Linked DNA regions of Zea mays: region 1 is linked to region 2. The links are chromatin contacts, called in public Hi-C maps. All regions are on one chromosome and are shown on one strand. Each heading gives the region's core, a stretch centred on a gene start, on an enhancer-like site or on the middle of the called end of the contact. The rest is flanking DNA. Distances are from core to core; before and after follow the strand shown. Region 1 holds the start of LOC100282828 (ER lumen protein retaining receptor). Region 2 holds the start of LOC100191923.

Region 1 (3,781 bases), core at 677-3,176, 350 kb after region 2:
AAACAAACAGGGCCAAAGTTCACAGAGCGAGAAGAAGCACGATAGCTCGTGAACGAAGAGCCACACGATGCCTAGGCTCTTGGCCACGTCCGCTGTCCACGGGACGGGTATCACTAGTCCGCGCGCACGTAGCCCTTGAACGGCCGGCGAGCTCACTTAACGCGTCGAAGGATGGCCCTATAAAATAAAGAATACAAGTGGTGTATATATCGTCATCTCGAATAGTAGGTACTTGCATGGTTTCAGCTTGTTAGCTATTTTATTTTAGAGAATAATACTAGCTAGCTAGATACTAAGTAGGTTGTTGGTCACTTGTTCTCAAATGTTACGAGCTAAGAACAAGGCAACACAAATGTTAATTGTTAAAAACTTTCGTCCTTCGAAGGATTATCTCCCTTAGGATATAATGATCTTCACACGAAGGTCATGAATAACAAACCTTCATCATCTCAACATGTAATAATAAAAAGCAGAAATATATGGGACATATAAAGGACATGAATGATAATGTCAAATATTAAATTATCTATCTTCTCAATATATAATCGTGAATAAACATTAATAATATTGAATTACATTTATACCTTCGGCTTGACAGAAGATAAGAATCCAAGAGTGACGTGTAAGTGATTACAAGTCAGCATGAACAGTACTGTGTTACTGTTCATCTATTTATAGGCACATAAGACGCAACCTGGGTAAAATTACATCCAAGTCCTTGACATTTACTATTGACTAAGGAGTAATCTGTCGAGGACTAAACAGTCTTTTCCCATTTAGGTCGATTTCATTCTCCATCACTGTCTTTGCGCTAATCCGAAGCTTCTCCATCCATAGCTTCGGAACTGATTCATCCTTCTTCCAGACCGCTCCTTTCATACCGTGCGCATCTTTATCTCAAAACCGAAGGTTCCTGTAACAATATATTACACTTGGAAAACATGTTAGTCGTGTTTTTGAGGACCTTCGTAAGACGAAGGCCCCAATATAGGCCTTTGGTAATGACACACATGGATGCCTCGACAATAAAACCGCACTTGTTGGACGCCACGACTCAGCATTCAGCACACTACACACAGGCTACAAAATATAGAGTATTCGGTCCCACATATGATAACATATTTTATAGTCATCTTAGTTTATGTTAATATTTTTTTGCTAATCATCGCCTATAACTCGTAGCGATGTTTAAGATAATGTTATAGTAAATCACTTAATAACCTCGTAAATTTGCTAGAAACCAATTTAGGAATTATCAAGAAAACTAAACATGCGAATAAACTCACTGATATAGGCTCTCTATTTTTGATTTAGATATATAAAAAGAATATGCATGCAATATTAAATTATTAGTGTTGTAAAAAAGACAACAAACAAGGAAGGTTGTTGTATGCTACATTGGCAGTTAAATAGCAATCAAATTTGTTACCTAGTGTCGGAAATTTATTGGAGAGGGTGGCCATGTCCAATAGAAGCAGCTGTTCGAGAGGCCGAGTTGAAACTCGGAAGCGACACACGTCTGGAGGTCCGGCAATGGCCGTGATGGGAGCTCAGCCACGTTATTGTCAGCTCGGTTTACACACACTAGAGTCAATATTTTGGTGTCATGAGCTATGACGCTGAGCAGTGTTACCTCGACGTCATGACAGGATTAAAAAACGAGAATACTTATCACAGAGATCTAAATGTGAATTTTTAAAAAAGCTGAAATGCAAAATAAATCGGGCCCGTCACTTCCAATGGCGCGCTGCCACCTCAGCCTCGCCACGTACTTCCCTCCTTTGCCCACGGCCGTGTCCGGCCGGCCACGCTCTTTTGCATTAACTGACATCGTGGGGGACACCCGGGCCCCAGTAGTCATCGACGTCGTCCCGACCTTCTTTTCAATCCCGTCTCGGATTCGTTCCGTCTCAGCTACCGCGACCACGACGCCGACGCGAGAGGGCAGGGAACACAGCCACTCGCCGACGAGACCCCGGCGCGCGCGAGAGAAAGAGAAGAGAGGAGGATCTTTTGTTCGTGAAAAATATTGGAGGCGGAGGGAAGGTGAAGGAGGGGGATCGGAGATGAACGTGTTCCGGCTGGCGGGGGACATGACCCACCTCCTCAGCGTGGTAGTGCTGCTCCTCAAGATCCATACCATCAAGTCCTGCGCAGGTACGCCCTTCTCTTCCCCTCTCCGCCCCACTGGGATCAGGGCTAGGATTCTAGGAACCGAAACTAATTGCGCTGCCATTTCTCCGTATTTTAACGACTGGTTCTTCTGGGACCGCACCGGAGATCTCGATCTCGAGGGGAGCAGGTAGCTGTAGTGTTGTACGCAATGCGGCGTTGGCACTGCGTGCCTCCCGCTGATCCCTTCTTTCCGCATTGTGAACGGCCGCTAGGAATTTATTGTGTAGAAACGAGCAAATGTAATGAGGGACCTTGCGGCTGCTCTTCTCGAATTTGAGGAGGCTCATCCGTATACCCTGCAACAATGGTTGGCAAAGTACATATAATTTTCTTCTATTGACTACAAACTTTTTATTTATTTTTGTCGGTGAATAAGCAGATAACATTGCTCCTGAGAAGACCCATCAAGGAGGAATATGTTGACTTGTTGAGGTTGTCCTGGAATCGGCAGTGCCATCTAAAACGCCGCCAAATCTCACCGGGAGGCATAACGAACAACAAAATATAGAGGAAAACAGATAAAAGAGATAATAGATGTATTTTTAATCGATTAGATGTTGGGTACCTTAATCAGCTGTATTCCTCTGGTACTTAGTAACCAGGTTTCCGGATCGATGGCATCGAGAAACGGGAACATGGTACATGGTACGCTACTAAAACTAAGTTTTAACACTACGGGAACGAGCTTGTTCCCACGTTCCCGGAAAGAGGAACGTGCCAAGTTCCCAGTTCCCTGTTACTAAGCTCTGGTATATATAGAGAGGGGTCGTCTTATCCCAGTAAAAAAACAATTCTAAAACATGTTTTATATGTTTTCAATGTCAAAAACCAATATAGAAGTTAATCGATTCAGAATCTAGCAAAAGTCGCGGTAGTCAATGATTAAAGTCAGCTAGGTCAGGCACGTGGGCCGGCTACTATAGCCGGTATCACATGACAATAGGAAGTTTGGCCTAGCTAGCTTCTATGGCCAACCTAGCCGATGTTGTCAACCCGGCCTAGTCAGGGTTTGTGCCATCTTTTTCTACTTTTTGCTAGACAATTTTTATGTTGGGACATTTTTATGTGTCAAATATGCCAAAGCTCTAAATAGTGACGATGTTGAACTCATTGGCTATTTAGCATCTAAGGGTAAAGGGTGATGGTGATGCATACATTGATCATATTTGTGCTAAGGGTGATACAAATACCCGATATTGTTCAAATAACACTTTAGTCTTCTTGCCAAACACTTGGAAATTACTTTTTTTCTTGAGAGGCTAGAAATCCTGTCCCTAAAACATGGTGGGTTGTTGTATATATATGAGAGCATCTCCAACAATATGCCCTATAAAAGTGCCCTAAAATTTTAAAATAGATATATTTTATAGAATTTAGGGCACCAACAAAAAAAATGAAGCTCCTACAGTAAAGCCCCAAATCAAGTGATTAATCAAAATCCGATAATCTACTCCGTTCGTTTGGAAAGGAAAGTTTTGTGAAGCGTCGGTTTGTTTAGATCTAGATATGGGGCAACCTAATAAGGTGCAGTATATTTGTGGCACTTCAGGAGGTGACCTATATTTTCGCCAATATTTTGTAAATTAGGGCACTTTTGTAGCATTTT
Region 2 (4,184 bases), core at 749-3,248:
GAAAAGAGTCAAGTCAGTATAATTGGATGAAAAATTGCAGTCCTCAGGGAGCTTTCCCATAATTATATGGAAAACCCCTTTTATCGAATTATTCATATAGAACTTTTGAGTTATCATTCGACGTGCCAGCTATTTAAAGCCAAACTAAAGCTATGTCGCTTCAAGAGTTCAAGACAAGAGTAAAACGGGCTTCTGAACTTGTTGTTAGCAGCAGCGAACAACACATAATTAATTGAATCCACTAAAGGTATTGGACAATATTTCTACAGACAAACATATATAGAGAATGAAGGAACGAAAACTGAACAGAAATAATTTTAAGTGACCATAGGTCTAAATGTTGCCACACTCGATGTTGCGCCAGAAATATAAAGTGCAAGCCTTAATCTCCACAAATAAAGTACCAAAGTACAGTTGAAGTTCAATCTTCAATCCTAACCATGATCCTACTAAATCTGAGCTTTAAATCTATTCACTTGAAATGGAGCCACTACAACCATGCCCAGAAAATTTACGAACTTAGGGTGTGTTTGGTTCAGCTTCCTGAACCAGATTCACTGTCAAAAATCTGGAATCTCAACCAAACGGCTACAACAACATAATAGATTCCTGAAAATCAATAGATTCTTCTAATTCAATTCAGAATCACCTCCTAACCCAGATTTTCCAGATTCCTGTCATCCATGATGCAAGATGTCATGATCTTATAGAATCTATATTGATAGTTGTTTCAACCAAACAAATTTCAGTTTTTTCACAATTGTCAGCTTACAATAGCTTTCTCACAGCTCACAGCTGGAATCATATTTTCAGAAGTCTACAGTTGAACCAAGTAGACCCTTAATCTCAATCGGTTCAAAAATTCTCTCACCAATACGCTGCACCTACGCATCACCCATATGCTAGTAAGGGCACCATAACAGTATCCGATACAGCGGGATATGGCCCAATGCACATATCGAGAAAATGAAACAAAAAAAAAGATATTTAGCTCACAATATGTCGCTCGATACAGCCCGATACATCTTGCTGATATGCATGCTAGCCCAATAGCACCTCATTTCACAACTCATGCCCAGCAGCATTGTCTCATCCATTCTCTCAAGTCTCAACCCAAAAACACCTGATCCGAAGTGTGAAGTTTCCTATTCAGTAAGAGACATTCTCTATCCTACATGATAAGTGTGAACTTTCCCAATTGAGGATGCTCCTTCTTCACTAAAAAAACACCTCTAATCAGTATGCGCTAGTTACAACACATGATAAGCTCAGCAAAGATTAGAAAGTTCAAAAGAGTAAAATAGGCAGCACTCCACACCTACAGCAAACATGCCAGGGTTGCTAAAGCACGTCAATCAAACCAATCCTCCACACACATAAGCAATTTCTTGAATCGGCTAAAAGCCAAAACAAGTACGTGTTGTGTTTAGTGAGTCGCCTACTCAAACACGCACCGACGCGGAGGTTTATAACACCACCGACGCGCCGCCGACACCCAGGTGCCTCAGCATTGCCCGGTTCTGCACGCCCACGCGCGCGCAAGCGATCCAAGACTTCCTAGCACTACTCGCTGTGAAACACGGCTTCTCCGCGGACCCGCCCAAACAGTTAAGGCCACCACGAGGCATGCCCAATCCGACCGTGGTTAGCTGCGCTCCAGCACAAACGCTTCACCGAGACTAAACACGAAAGCCCGATGAGGAGGAGGAGGAGCAGGGGTTGCTAACCTTGGTCCACCCCGTGGGCCCCGATCGTCATAGCTGCGGCGGCCGAGGAGGAGCCCTCCCCCGCACCGCCGCCCCCACCGCCGGACGGCGCTGCCATCACCGCCGCGCCGGCATCAGATCGCCCCCGCCCCGCCCCACCGGCGATAAGTCGGTGGGTGCTCCCGCGCCGCGCGCCCGTGGAGGGATGTTGTCACGCGCGCGCAAGAGAGAGAGGGCGAGTAGTGGAAAGAAAGAGAGAGGTGGAAGGGGAATGAGAGGAACCAGGCGTCCCCGTTCGGACAGCCAGTCGTTTTGTTCCTCCTCACCTCGCGGCCCGCTTCTTTTCACCGCGCTCCCATTGCGCCAACTACCGAAACACCCGCCCAGTCAACTGGGGCCGCCCCTAGGCGAACCCCTCGGGTGTACACAGACCTGGGTGACCACGGCCCAAAGGGTGCCACACCACCATGAGTATGGAGTGTACACGGATCTGTTTGGTTCAGCTTTTTCTGACCAGCTTTTTCGAGAATTTAGCTATGCGGAGAATCTGGCTGTGTAGAGAATCTGAGTATCATTAGGATTACGTGCGAAGGAAGATAAAGTTGTCCATGGGGCTCAGGATCTATAAAGTGACGGATTACTACTATTGCGACGACTCAACCGATTATATGTTTATTTTGATTTTAACCGATTATATGTTTATTTTGATTTTGAATGGTTTTTACCCAAACGATTTTTATAGAAGCTGGCTGAAAAGTTGAGTGTTTGGCAGTCCGCAGCAGCTTTTGGTGGCCAGAAGCTGCGAAAAGCCGAAACAAACCGGGGCAACACCGGGTGATGTAGGTATGGTTTGGCATTATTGTTGGATCCATCACATTTTGCGGGTCAGTTTCACACTTTCACTTACACAGACATGCCAGTGGCAGTGGGAAGCTGCAAGGCAGTTTTCTTGCTCTTGCATGTTACCGGAACAAAGATAGGACTTATTTGGATCAAAGGATTATTTCTTGGATCCTGTGTTTTCTCTGTGTTTTTGAACGAATTCCTGTGAATTTCCTATGTTCAAAAAGAGCCCTAAGAGCAACTCCAAAAGAATGTTAAAAAATCCCCCTCAAAAACTAATTATTGGGAGCAGACTAAAAAGTTTTAGAAGTGGATTATAATGTGTTCTCCAACAGTTTCTCTAAACAAAGGCTAAAACATTGTTAAATGCAACGATGTTCTCGGTGTGGCACTTTGGTGAACACCCAGCAGGCGTCACGCGGGCATTGTGACCTTCACCAGGCCAACTCTCTCCTCACTGTCATGCTCAAGCCCGAGCCTATGTGGTGGCACAGCATGGTCGTGCTCGTGCATGTCGCTGAACTAGAGCACTAGCTCGAACGCTACAGATTGCGCAAAGACCCACCAAGTCTGCATCTGCATGGTTCCAACATAAGCGCCAGGCACGCTACCATCGAGTTGATTTCGCTCCTGCGGCGGAACGAGCAGACAACGATGTCGCGGCGGCTCGCACACAGTCGTCGTGGTGGAGAAGAACCGATGGTGTGTATTGGGGAGGCATCGCTCACACGTAAATATGCGGGAGGAGAGTAGGTGGATGCGGGACGCGAAACTTTTGAGGAACGGTTGAGGGAGCTGTTGGAGTAAGAAAAACTAGATTTATTTCCTAATATCTGTTTTGGGATAGGTTTACAGTTTCTTTTGGAGTTGCTCTAAGATGTGTTGGCAGACGCTGCCAATGAAAAGATGAAATATACAGCCATACCTTCTGGTTGTAGGCGTTGTCTATCTATGAAGATTAGCCTATACATAACGTTACTAGTGTATAAGTTACTAGTGTATAAAATTGTGGCGCGCAAACCCAGGACTGTAATTTCGAGTTTATTTTGAGAAGAAAAGTTGATGTGTTACGTTAGTAATGTGGAACGTTGCTAAGAAAGAAAAGTTGATGTGTTATGTTAATAATGTGTGCTTTAACTATCTCATACCTTAGTCTAATGCATGGTAATTGTTGTTTTCTTGCTGCATACAGATAGAATACATCTCCGCGCACAAACTAATAAAGGGGCAATTTGCGCAAAAAATCTTGAACACAATTACATAAAAGGTGTTCTATATGAAACATGGTGTCAACCGTTATGCAGTTAGCGTGAATTCCAAGATTTCTGCATCCCTAAAAATAGCATATTGGACAGTTTAGCAACTTCATTTTTTCAAATGATTCTCATTTCCTTAAGGAAAAATAAACTAATTTTTCTTGGAAAATGGGGCCAAGAGAAAATGAACTAATTTTTTACTTGGAAAATGAAAATCCCTTAGAAAAATGGGGTACTTCGAAGAGACTTCATTTTTCTAAGGAAATTAGTTCATTTCCTTGGAAAAATGGGAATTCCTTGGGAAAATGGGGTTGCTAAACTAGCCCTAAAATATATGTTTTAAAAAGTCTCTACTACTTATTTAGGCTGTAAGGGTAGC

Evidence for each region. A called contact is a pair of places that touch in the nucleus more often than the background predicts.
Region 1: a Hi-C map of ear shows a contact between it and region 2, with 2.9 times the contacts expected there. The contact joins the promoter of LOC100282828 here to the promoter of LOC100191923 in region 2. A contact is called at or near these places in 5 of 25 Hi-C or Micro-C datasets (ear, leaf, root tip and 1 more).

The regions. Positions count from the first base shown.
Region 1 is chr2:126,599,848-126,603,628 of Zm-B73-REFERENCE-NAM-5.0, forward strand. LOC100282828 (ER lumen protein retaining receptor) reads left to right here and starts at 1,927. Exons shown (of 6, transcript NM_001155734.2): 1 at 1,927-2,157. The coding sequence starts at 2,067.
Region 2 is chr2:126,250,291-126,254,474 of Zm-B73-REFERENCE-NAM-5.0, forward strand. LOC100191923 reads right to left here and starts at 1,999. Exons shown (of 7, transcript NM_001137347.2): 1 at 1,728-1,999. The coding sequence starts at 1,824.